2 separate regions of the Callithrix jacchus genome follow, and region 2 is linked to region 1. Evidence: chromatin contacts called from public Hi-C data. All regions are on one chromosome and are shown on one strand. The core of a region is the stretch at or near the end of the contact, and the rest is flanking DNA. Distances in the headings are between cores, read along the strand shown. Region 1 overlaps GRID1 (glutamate ionotropic receptor delta type subunit 1). Region 2 overlaps GRID1 (glutamate ionotropic receptor delta type subunit 1).

Region 1 (4,713 bases), core at 619-3,118:
GACTAAGGTGGGAGGATCGCTTGAGCCCAGGAGATCAAGGCTATAGTGAGACGTGATTGGGCCACTGCACTCCGGCCTGGGAGACAGATATTCTGTCTGTTAAAAACAAAACAGAACAGGATAAAACAAAAACAGGGAAAAATCCTTGTCTTTTGGAGATACAGTTGAAATGTATACATGTGAAAAATGTGATGCTAGAGATTTTCTTCAACTTAATTTGGGCTGGGTGAGGTTTAGGTGCTAACAGTTGAAGCTGGGTAAGAAATACACAAGGCCAACTACTCTTTTTCCAATATTTGAAAATTTTAAATAACAAGTAAAGTAAAATCATATCATAGCAATTTTTTTTCTCATACAAGGAATCTTGTTTGCTTTTTATTTTAGGGTTTATGGCCTTAACATTTCTGGAATCTTAGGTGCTGTTATCACTTGCCGGCTAGAGAGAGGAGCAGATGGCAGGATGGATGGATAAGTAATGAGCAAATATTAATGAGAACAGGAAACTATCAATCGGGTTTCCTGGACAGATTGCTTTTATCCCTGGATACTTCTGCAAAATTACATGCATATAATATAGTCATATTATTTTTTGCTAGAAAATGATTCATACCATGGGATTAAGTAGGGCAGTACTTTGCAGTGGGAGGGAGGTTTTAGAGGCTTAAGTGTGGGCTCTGGAGGCAGACTGCCTGCCTCTGCACTCACTAATCCTCTGACCTGGGCAGTAACTCCCCATCTGCAAAATGAAGATAAAGTAGGTGTATGCATAAGTATACACCTGATGTATACTCACACAATGGAGTATTATTTGGCCACAGAAAGTAATGAAGTACTGGTGAGTGCTACAGTGGCAATGAACCTTGAATTATGCCAAGTGAAAGAAGCTAGCCACTGAAGACCACATATTGTACACTAACATTTCTATGCAATGTCCAGGATAGCTGAAGGCACACTGTGGCTGCCAGGGGCTAGGGTGGGATGGGGGGAAGGGAGTGTAGAGGGTAATTACTGATGGTCATGAGGTTTCTTTTCTGGTTGATGGGAAAGTTCTGAAATTAGATCATAGTGGTGGTTGCAGGAGTCTGAATATAATAAGCTGTTGAGCTGTACACTTAAAACAGGTGAATTTTATGGCATATAAATTATATCTGAATAAAGCTGCTTGAAAAAAACACACCACCCACATCACAGAGGAAAGGATTAAATGAAAAACTGTGTGTAAAGTATTTCCTGGCATGCCACGTAGAGTTTCTAACTCCAGGTGCTTCGCTGAAATCATTCGGGAAGAACGTGCTCCTCCGGCGTTTGCTTTCTGAAATGCTTGATATGAATCATGCTATGAAGACTCTGGAAGTGAGTGGTTTATGTAGAATTACCATTTCAAGTTTCTAATGACCACATACTGGTTTCGAATTAAAAGCCTTCTAAATGGCCCTAAAGTAGATTATTCATATTGCTCCAAATTTTTGGTCTTTAAAACCGTCTCTCTTGAAGCTTGGGAATCTTTTAGACAGTCTACAGTGTGGCATTTCCTTGCAAAGCCCCCACCCTTCCTCCCTTTGCAGACCCTCCTCTTTCCCATGGGACTTATGTGAATGCCTGAGCCCTGCTGACATCTTCACCCTCTGGGTTCCCACCTCAGTTAAGAGAGATAAAGCCAATGAATAGCTAATCTAATGGACTTATGATGTCCTAGTTTACCTCTCTTTCTTCAATACCGCCTTAATTGCCTAAAATGCTGTGGGAGAGACCCCGTAAGCTGACCCACAGAACTGTTAGGGTTGGCCTTGGACTTGGGGATCTTCTTCCTTTCCAACTTTCAGGCTTGCAGACCAAACCCCTGGGCTGGAGGCAGAAACACTTCTGCTGCCCCAGGTCCCTTCCCCAGTGGTTCTTTTGAACTTGAGAAGAATGAGGACTATCCCTTTAATTTAAACTCTTGTTGCCCTGGCAGGGCCAAAGCATGCTTTGTATGGTGGTTGCACCTTGGGATCACTTGGGATGTTTCAAAAAATACAGGTGCCTGAGTCCTGCCTCTAGATGCTCTGATGTAACTGGTATAGGGCAGAGTATTAAAACCATCCAGGTGATTCTAGTATGCCTTCAAGTCTGAGAACCACTGCCTCAGAGAGGAGTCACACTGAATAGGAGGCGGCAGTCTGAAGGCAGGGAAAAGCAGAAGTGCTTAATGAGTTGGGGGAGGAAGCACGGGGTGGCGGGGGGTAAACGTTTTGCTTTACTTGAGTACAGAGGAGAACCTGTGAGTAAACATGCTATTTTAAATGGGTTGGGATTTGGCTGAAAATAGACGGGAAGCACGGGTCCAGCAATCCATTCAGCTTTTAGAACGTGGCCCAAAATAGCTTCACTCCTGCTCTGACACATTCCCGAGAAGGACTCTTCCTCCTTTGCCAGCCAAACATGTCAGCAGTTGTCCTCTGGCACTTGGGGTGTGTGTCCTCTGGCACTTGGGGTGTGTGTGTGTATATGTGTGTGTGTGTCCTCTGGCACTTGGGTGTGTGTGTGTTAATATGTGTGTGTCCTCTGGCACTTGGGGTGTGTGTGTGTGTCCTCTGGCACTTGGAGTATGTGTGTGTGTATGTGTGTGTGTCCTCTGGCACTTGGAGTATGTGTGTGTGTATGTGTGTGTCCTCTGGCACTTGGGGGGTGTGTGTGTCCGCTGGCACTTGGAGTGTGTGTGTGTGTGTGTGGGTGTATATGTGTATGTCAGAGAGAGACAGACAATAGGAAAGTTGTGCATAGCCATTGCAGGCTCTCTGCACATCCTTTTTTGTCCCTGTTCATTGGTCCCTGGGGGAGCAAAGTGGGGACCCTCTTAAAGATGGGCAGGCCCAGCAGGGAGAAGAGCAGGTCCATTCATTAAAGAACAGGGCATCGCCTTCTCCTAGGGGAGCTCACATCTGTGACAGGGCTTCTGGAGGCAGGCACCGTGCTAGGGCCATTATCTCCTGTAGGCCTCAAATGACACTCCTACGAGAAGCTCCACTTTACTGGGGAGTCAACTGAGGCTTGTGGTGCATCCAAGGACACACAGATGGTGGGATGTAGGGCCCTGATTAGAATCACTGTCTACTGGACCATGCCATCTTCCTGCTGGCTTAGAGGTGGCTGCTGCGGAGCAGCATGGAGTCACATGGGCTGCCACTGGGCTGTTTCAGCGGTAAATCTCCCGGGGATGGGGCATCTTTGGGGAGTTCCTCCTGTAGGCCATGGCAGGGCTCTGCCTCTGGCACTGGGGCCATCTTCTGGGGACTTCTGAGTTGGACTGGCTGGTGGGGGCCTTCTGCCTGGGGATTGGAAGTGACCACGTTTCAGAAATCCCATGCTGGACTGCTGCTGGAAACTCCTAGAGGAACTCTGTGCCCCTCTGACTTTCTGGACTCACCAGGCCTTAGGGGTTGCCCTGTGAACTTTTCCTGAGGTTTCAGGCTTTGGTTCCCACTCTCATGTTCTCCTTGGTAGCATCCCTTCCACAACCCCATGATGGAACTGGGCACATGTGTGTACCCCCGTGCAGGGGTGTGCTGGAAGCTGGCATCCTAACTCCATGCTTAGTCATGTCACTTTGGCAGCTGGAAATCTACCATGCTGGAAATATTTACATCAAGGAAGTTGGCAAATGCTACAAGTCAGGGCTTTATTTACTTCCAGAGAGCCAGCGAAACCTTTCCTAGCACACCACTGCCCCTGCGGCTACAGTATGGCTTGACAAGCCCAACAGTACTTGCCTCATTCTCTGTCTGTCTAGCCCAGGGTCACTGCTGGAAGGCACTTTGCTATCTCAGGGCAGTGTTCTCAGAGGCTCCCTTTTGGTCTGCTGTGACCAAATCTCTAGGTCTGACACAAGCCTTCTTGTAGTCAGGACTAGCTCTTGCCATGATCCTGATTGGCCTGGACCAGTGCATGGAAGCACCTTTTATGTCAGATGCACTGTCCCATAGCCTTCCTGCACCAGCACTCTGTGCCCTTGCAGGTGTGTAAGGGTGGGGGCGAGGCCGGCTGGAGCTGAGGGCCTGGGCCCCCTTTCTAGCTTCAATTTCTTCAGATCAAGCTGAACTCACAAGGTCCAGCTCATACTCTGTGCCCAGTGGGTCTCCCTGAATGGTGCTGCCTCCTGTGCCCCTGGCCTGGGATGCACGCCTGCCTTGGGTCTTTGCTCTCCCCTGTCCCCCAGGGTAAGTGGGTGAGTTAGAAAGTCTTTCCAGACACAGGTATTTTGTGTGTCTTTGAGTATGTGACTATTTCTGCATGTCTGTGTGTGCAAAGCCTGAGTGTGTTCTTTCCCTGTCGTCTTTACTTGCTGTTCTGCCTTGGGCTTGCTGAAGCTCCCTCAAGGCTGGGATGTGAGGCCACTCCTTAAGGTGCAGTGGGCACTTGGCTCAGAAATCTTCCCATGCCTGGCACAGGGGATTTTGCATCAGTAGGTGTTGTGTGGACAGCAGGCTCTTGGGTTCTGGAGATCGTTGTGGGATCCGGGCTTCTGAGGGCTTCCCAGGGCTCAGATGAGCCCTCAGTGAACACAGCCCACAGCTGGGGCATGGCCTCCCATCTCAGTGCAGTGCGAGGGTGGGCATGATTCAGTTTTCCCTGCCTGGGGCCATGCCCCTTGCCTGCATTGTCTCCTCAGCTCCAAACACAGCCTGGTGAGATTGTGTAGAAACTGAGGATCTACTGATATAGGGACTTAAATCT
Region 2 (4,713 bases), core at 799-3,298, 170 kb after region 1:
GTAAATTTTAGAATTAGCTTGTTGGGATCCATGAAAATTCTGTCAGAATCTTGAATAGAATTGCATTAAATATGCAGATAAATATGAGAAGAATTTATATGTAATAAGATTATATATCCTTAGTCACAAGTATGATATATATCTTCATTTATTTAAGTGTTTCAGAGACCAGATAGGGTCTGGGTTTCAATAGTTCTCTTGCCTGCTGTCATGCAAATCTTTGTCATTTACCCTTCCATATCATGCTGCCAGCTATGCCCCATAACATTATACATTCCTGTATATTGTCTGAATTATTTGCCTGCTCATACTCAAGATTATGGCGATGGTTGTCTGGCATCAAGGAGTCTGGGTATATGCCTTGGAACTATCACTATGACTCCCATCAGAATTTGACCACACTGTGGGATCCCTTATCTCATCCTGGTGGTTAATTTATCAGTGATTTTTATGAGTGCTTGCTTTCACTTTTTGGTAGTCCAGGTATCCTGTACTTTGTTATTAGATATTCTAGTTTCACACTCTTGTTTACCTGCTGCTTAATCTACATGATTGACCAGTACTCTTTCCATAACATTTACCTTTGCCCATGATCTTTCTCCTTACTGTCTTAGGGGTGGCCTCTTATGAGAGGGCAGTGAGTTTTGCCCTTTTTTTTCAATTTATTTGACTAGTAGTTATTGAATGGAGCTGGCCATTGGGAAGCATTATAAACATTTGTCCTGGGGGAGGGGATATCAGCAAGTACAAGATAGGAGCCTTCATGGTTGGCTGGCCAGAGCTATGGGTCAACCATAGAGTCTTCTGCAAGAGAACTATTCCTTTCAGTGACCTAGTACCCAGACTGACCAGCTGTCAGGATTCATGGCATCTGCCCACTTATGTTTGATTGCTACCAGAGCCAAGGCATGCCCACCATCTAAGTCCTTGCAATATGCTTTGGGAGAAAAGATATGGAATGTGAGCCTGAAAATATTTCATTGTTTGCCTGGTACAACATTGGTAAGTTATTCAGCTCATCCAAGCCTTAGTTTTACTCTTTATAAAATGGGATTGATGATAGCTTCCTCAGAGTCTCTCAAGTTTCTGGAGAGGAGAAAGTAGGAACAATGCAATGAGACCACTTTTCATCTCTCTGTCAGCTGCTGCAATACTGGGTAAGGGCTGAAGGGAGCAGGTATTAGGATTCTCCAGAGAAACAGAATCAATTCTCTCTCTCTCTCTCTCTCTCTCTCTCTCTCTCTCTCTCTCTCTCTCTCTCTCTCTCTCTGTGTGTGTGTGTGTGTGTGTGGAGAAAGAGAGAGATTTTAAGGATTTGCTCACACAAGTACAGAGACTAAAATCTACAGAGTGAGCCAGCAGGTTGGAGACCCAGGAGAGGGCCAATCATGCAGATGAAGTTTGAAAGTCATCTGCTGCAAAATGCCCTCTTGTTAGAAGAGGCCAGCCTTCTGTTCTATTCATGCCTTCAGCTGATTGGATGAGGCCCACCCACATCATGGAGGGCAATCTACTTTACTCAAAGTCAGCAGATGTAAATATAAACCTCATCCCACACCATCTCCCAGAAACAGCCAGAATGTTTGACCAAGTATCTGGACATTGTGACCCATCCAAGTTTACATAAAATTAACCATTACAGAGGGGCTTTGGGAAGCTCTTGTTGGCAGCACATCTATCCCTTCTTTGATACTTAGGACATTTTTCAAATGTGTATAAATCTCCAGGAGAATTGCAATGTACCTCCAAGTCTATTCTGCACATTTCTGCAGAGGCAAAGGATTGCAGAGTGGGTAAGATCAAAGACGTGGGGTGAGGTGGCCTGGGTTGAACTCTGGCTCTGCCTAGATGTGTAAACCTAGGCAAGTTACTTACCCTGTCTGTTCCTCAGTTTCCCCAGTGGGAAATGAGGGTAAATAGTATACGTCTCTCACAGGGTAGCGGTGAGGATTATTTGTTAATTAGATTCCTGTGCACAAAGTGTTTACCTTCCTGTTGCTTTGCTGCAAGACACTGGGGAGTGTCTAATGTTTTGGTGAAATAGGCAATGCTGCAGTGAATTCCATCCTGTTGTTCTCCTTGTGCCGTATGTATGTGGTGTAGGGCAGGCAAGTTGGCATGTTTCTTAGCTACTGCCAAAGGGATCTCCAAGTCTGTTATACTTGATTTTTCACATCCTGGCAAATATTTGGTTGACATTTTTACACTTTAAGATCTCTGCCTGTAAGATGGATATAAGTGGTGTCTCCTTATGATATGCATTTATCCATTTATAGATGTTTCAATGTCTTCTTAGGTAGCCATTGGCCATTGGCTTCTAAACCCTTATAGAAAGAGAGTTGCTCTCACATGTGGTGTCTGCTGATGGCAGCCTCTTCATGTACTTGGGCTGGGGGAAGATGGGAAGTGCTCAGGCCCACCTGGGCTCCATGAGTGGCTGCCACATGTCCTGTTGGCTGCTGGTGGCCTTGGCAGCTCTCAGAAGCTGCCTGAGCTCTCAGGAGTCTGGATTAGTTGGGTTTCCCTGATTAGTCACTGAAGTAATATTCTAAATGGGTCACGAGTGCCAGGGAATTAAAAATACTCCTTGTTTTTGAATAAGAAGCTGACATGTTCTTAGGACAGCAGGGCTATATCTGGATGAACAGCTGTCAGCTGCCTTACGGGCTCTCCCATCCAGCTGATGTGCCAAAGGCTCCCTGTTCTCTTAGCTACCTGGCTTCCCAAGAGCAAGTTTCAGTAGACAAAGGTTCAGTGAGGGCAGCGACCTCCTGGCTCTTCGCCATCACTCTATCCCCATGGCTTGACACATTGTAGGTATGCATTTTCATTTGTTAAATGAATGTGTCAAGTGTCCACAGGTGCCCAGGAGGTTCTGGACTAGTCTGGTTCTGGGCTGCATTGGGTTCAGGAGACAGAAGAAAGGGTTGCCCTTTTTTGCTCTTGCAGGTTTGCTGTTGACTTGTGAAATGAATCAAACTAGCTGGAGACCAGTCATCCCTTGCTCTGCAGGAATGGGGGCAATCCTAAGATCTTGCTTTACCTTTAGAACATTTAAAACACTGAATTGTCATCAGTTTTTATGACTTTGTTCTGTCTGTCTTTGTATCCGCAGCACAATAAATGGGGTGTGGACATAGTATGTGCGCAGTGAATATGTACTGATAGTATAAACCAACGAATGGAGGAAGAAGGCACAATGACTCTCATTAACCATGGTTTTGAGATGCTATATTAAAAGGTTTTGTATCTGTATACTAAAAGGTTTAATTCCCCAGTTTTTAAAAAAATGTGTGCGTAATTCAATACAGTACCTTTAAACAAAATAACACAGGAATCACGTGGCTCTTTTCTTTGTTAGAACACGTGGCTGAGTCTAGGGGGTTGTAAGTGGAGAGACATTTGTTTACGCTCCTCCCAGGCCCAGTAACTGTCATGATAATTTTGTGGAAAGGCTAGGAGGTTAAACACGGATTTTGCTGAGCCTTAGAAAATTGAGACACTGGAGAATGTAAATGCAAGAAAAGCATTAAATTTTATATCTATGAGTGCTGGTTTGAAAACCTTATAAAGAGGTACAGCCTGCATTATAGAAAAACATACAACTCAGGGGCAGCTCTGTTTTTCCAAGCAATTAAAAAAATTCAATTCAGGATAAGGGGAGAAAGGACTGAATGGCAGTAAACTTTAGAATCAGTTGCTACTAGTACATTAAACAAATGAATGCCAGCATTCTTGTTTTATTTTTTGTTTTCTATTTTCTATGAAAGCTCAGTGTTTCAGGTTGCATTGTATCACCCCATGGATATGTTGAAGACTTAACTCCTGTAATCTGTGAGTGTGACCTTCTTTGGTAGTGGGGTCTTCGTAGATGCAGTCTGGTTAAGACGAGGTCATGAGGGTCACCCTAATCCAGTATGACTTGTGTTCTTATAAGAAGAGGAAAATTAGGAGACAGACATGCACAGAGAGAAAATGCATGCAATGACATGGACACAAAGCCCATCTGAAGAGGGGGGCAGAGATTGGAGTTATACTGCCACAGGACAAGGAATGCCTGGGGCTACAAGAAGCTGGAAGAGGCAAGGAAGGACCCTTCCCTAGAGACTTTGAAGGGAGCATGGACATGCTGGGGGCACCTTGATTCAGACTTCTAGCCTGAGAATACATTTCTTTGTTATTAGCCACCCAGTTTGTGGTCCTTTGTTACAGCAGCCATAGCAAACTAATACACTTGATGAAGCTGTTCAGTTATAACAAGCAAGCTAATTGTCAAGCATCTCCCACACATGATAGGGAAACTTTCTGGATCACTGGATGCTAAGCTTTGTAGCAGAATCACAGATGCCTCTGAAGCTGAATCTGCATTTGTAACAGATGCCCTTCCTCTATAAGGCCAAATTCCTTCAGGAAATCTTTCCCAAACTCTGCCATACAAGAAAGGTTGAAGAACAGCACTCTAAGGAGTCATCAAGGTCAGGGAAAGTGGCTGAACAGTGCTCCAAGTTCAGGAGGAGGAATTTGGACATGAAGTCAGGTGGGTCCTCAAGGGTTTGCCTCTGTCCTTTCAATGCCTTATCAATCTTCCTTCTGGGTCTTTCTGGGAGACTGAGTGAGAACTGATGTGGGATGTTGTGTGGTTTGTGTCATTTGTTTTGTTTGCTTATATTGTTGTTGTTTGCAGTTCTCTAAATTTTAACACATAGAATGATT

The links. Hi-C and Micro-C count contacts between places; a contact is called where the count stands out from the background.
Region 2: a Hi-C map of skeletal muscle shows a contact between it and region 1, with 4 times the contacts expected there. The contact joins two enhancer-like sites. A contact is called at or near these places in 2 of 3 Hi-C or Micro-C datasets (both in skeletal muscle).

What each region holds. Positions count from the first base shown.
Region 1 is chr12:43,889,858-43,894,570 of calJac240_pri, forward strand. All of the region lies in intron 3 of GRID1 (glutamate ionotropic receptor delta type subunit 1), which reads left to right. Among named protein-coding and RNA genes, the nearest start is that of GRID1, 200 kb to the left of the region's middle. Within about 2 kb of position 1,869, at least 1 of the 16 cell types and tissues checked has an H3K27ac peak or open chromatin away from gene starts, as enhancers often do. A contact at or near this core is called in skeletal muscle, where this site is marked.
Region 2 is chr12:44,055,998-44,060,710 of calJac240_pri, forward strand. All of the region lies in intron 4 of GRID1 (glutamate ionotropic receptor delta type subunit 1), which reads left to right. Among named protein-coding and RNA genes, the nearest start is that of GRID1, 370 kb to the left of the region's middle. Within about 2 kb of position 2,049, at least 1 of the 16 cell types and tissues checked has an H3K27ac peak or open chromatin away from gene starts, as enhancers often do. A contact at or near this core is called in skeletal muscle, where this site is marked.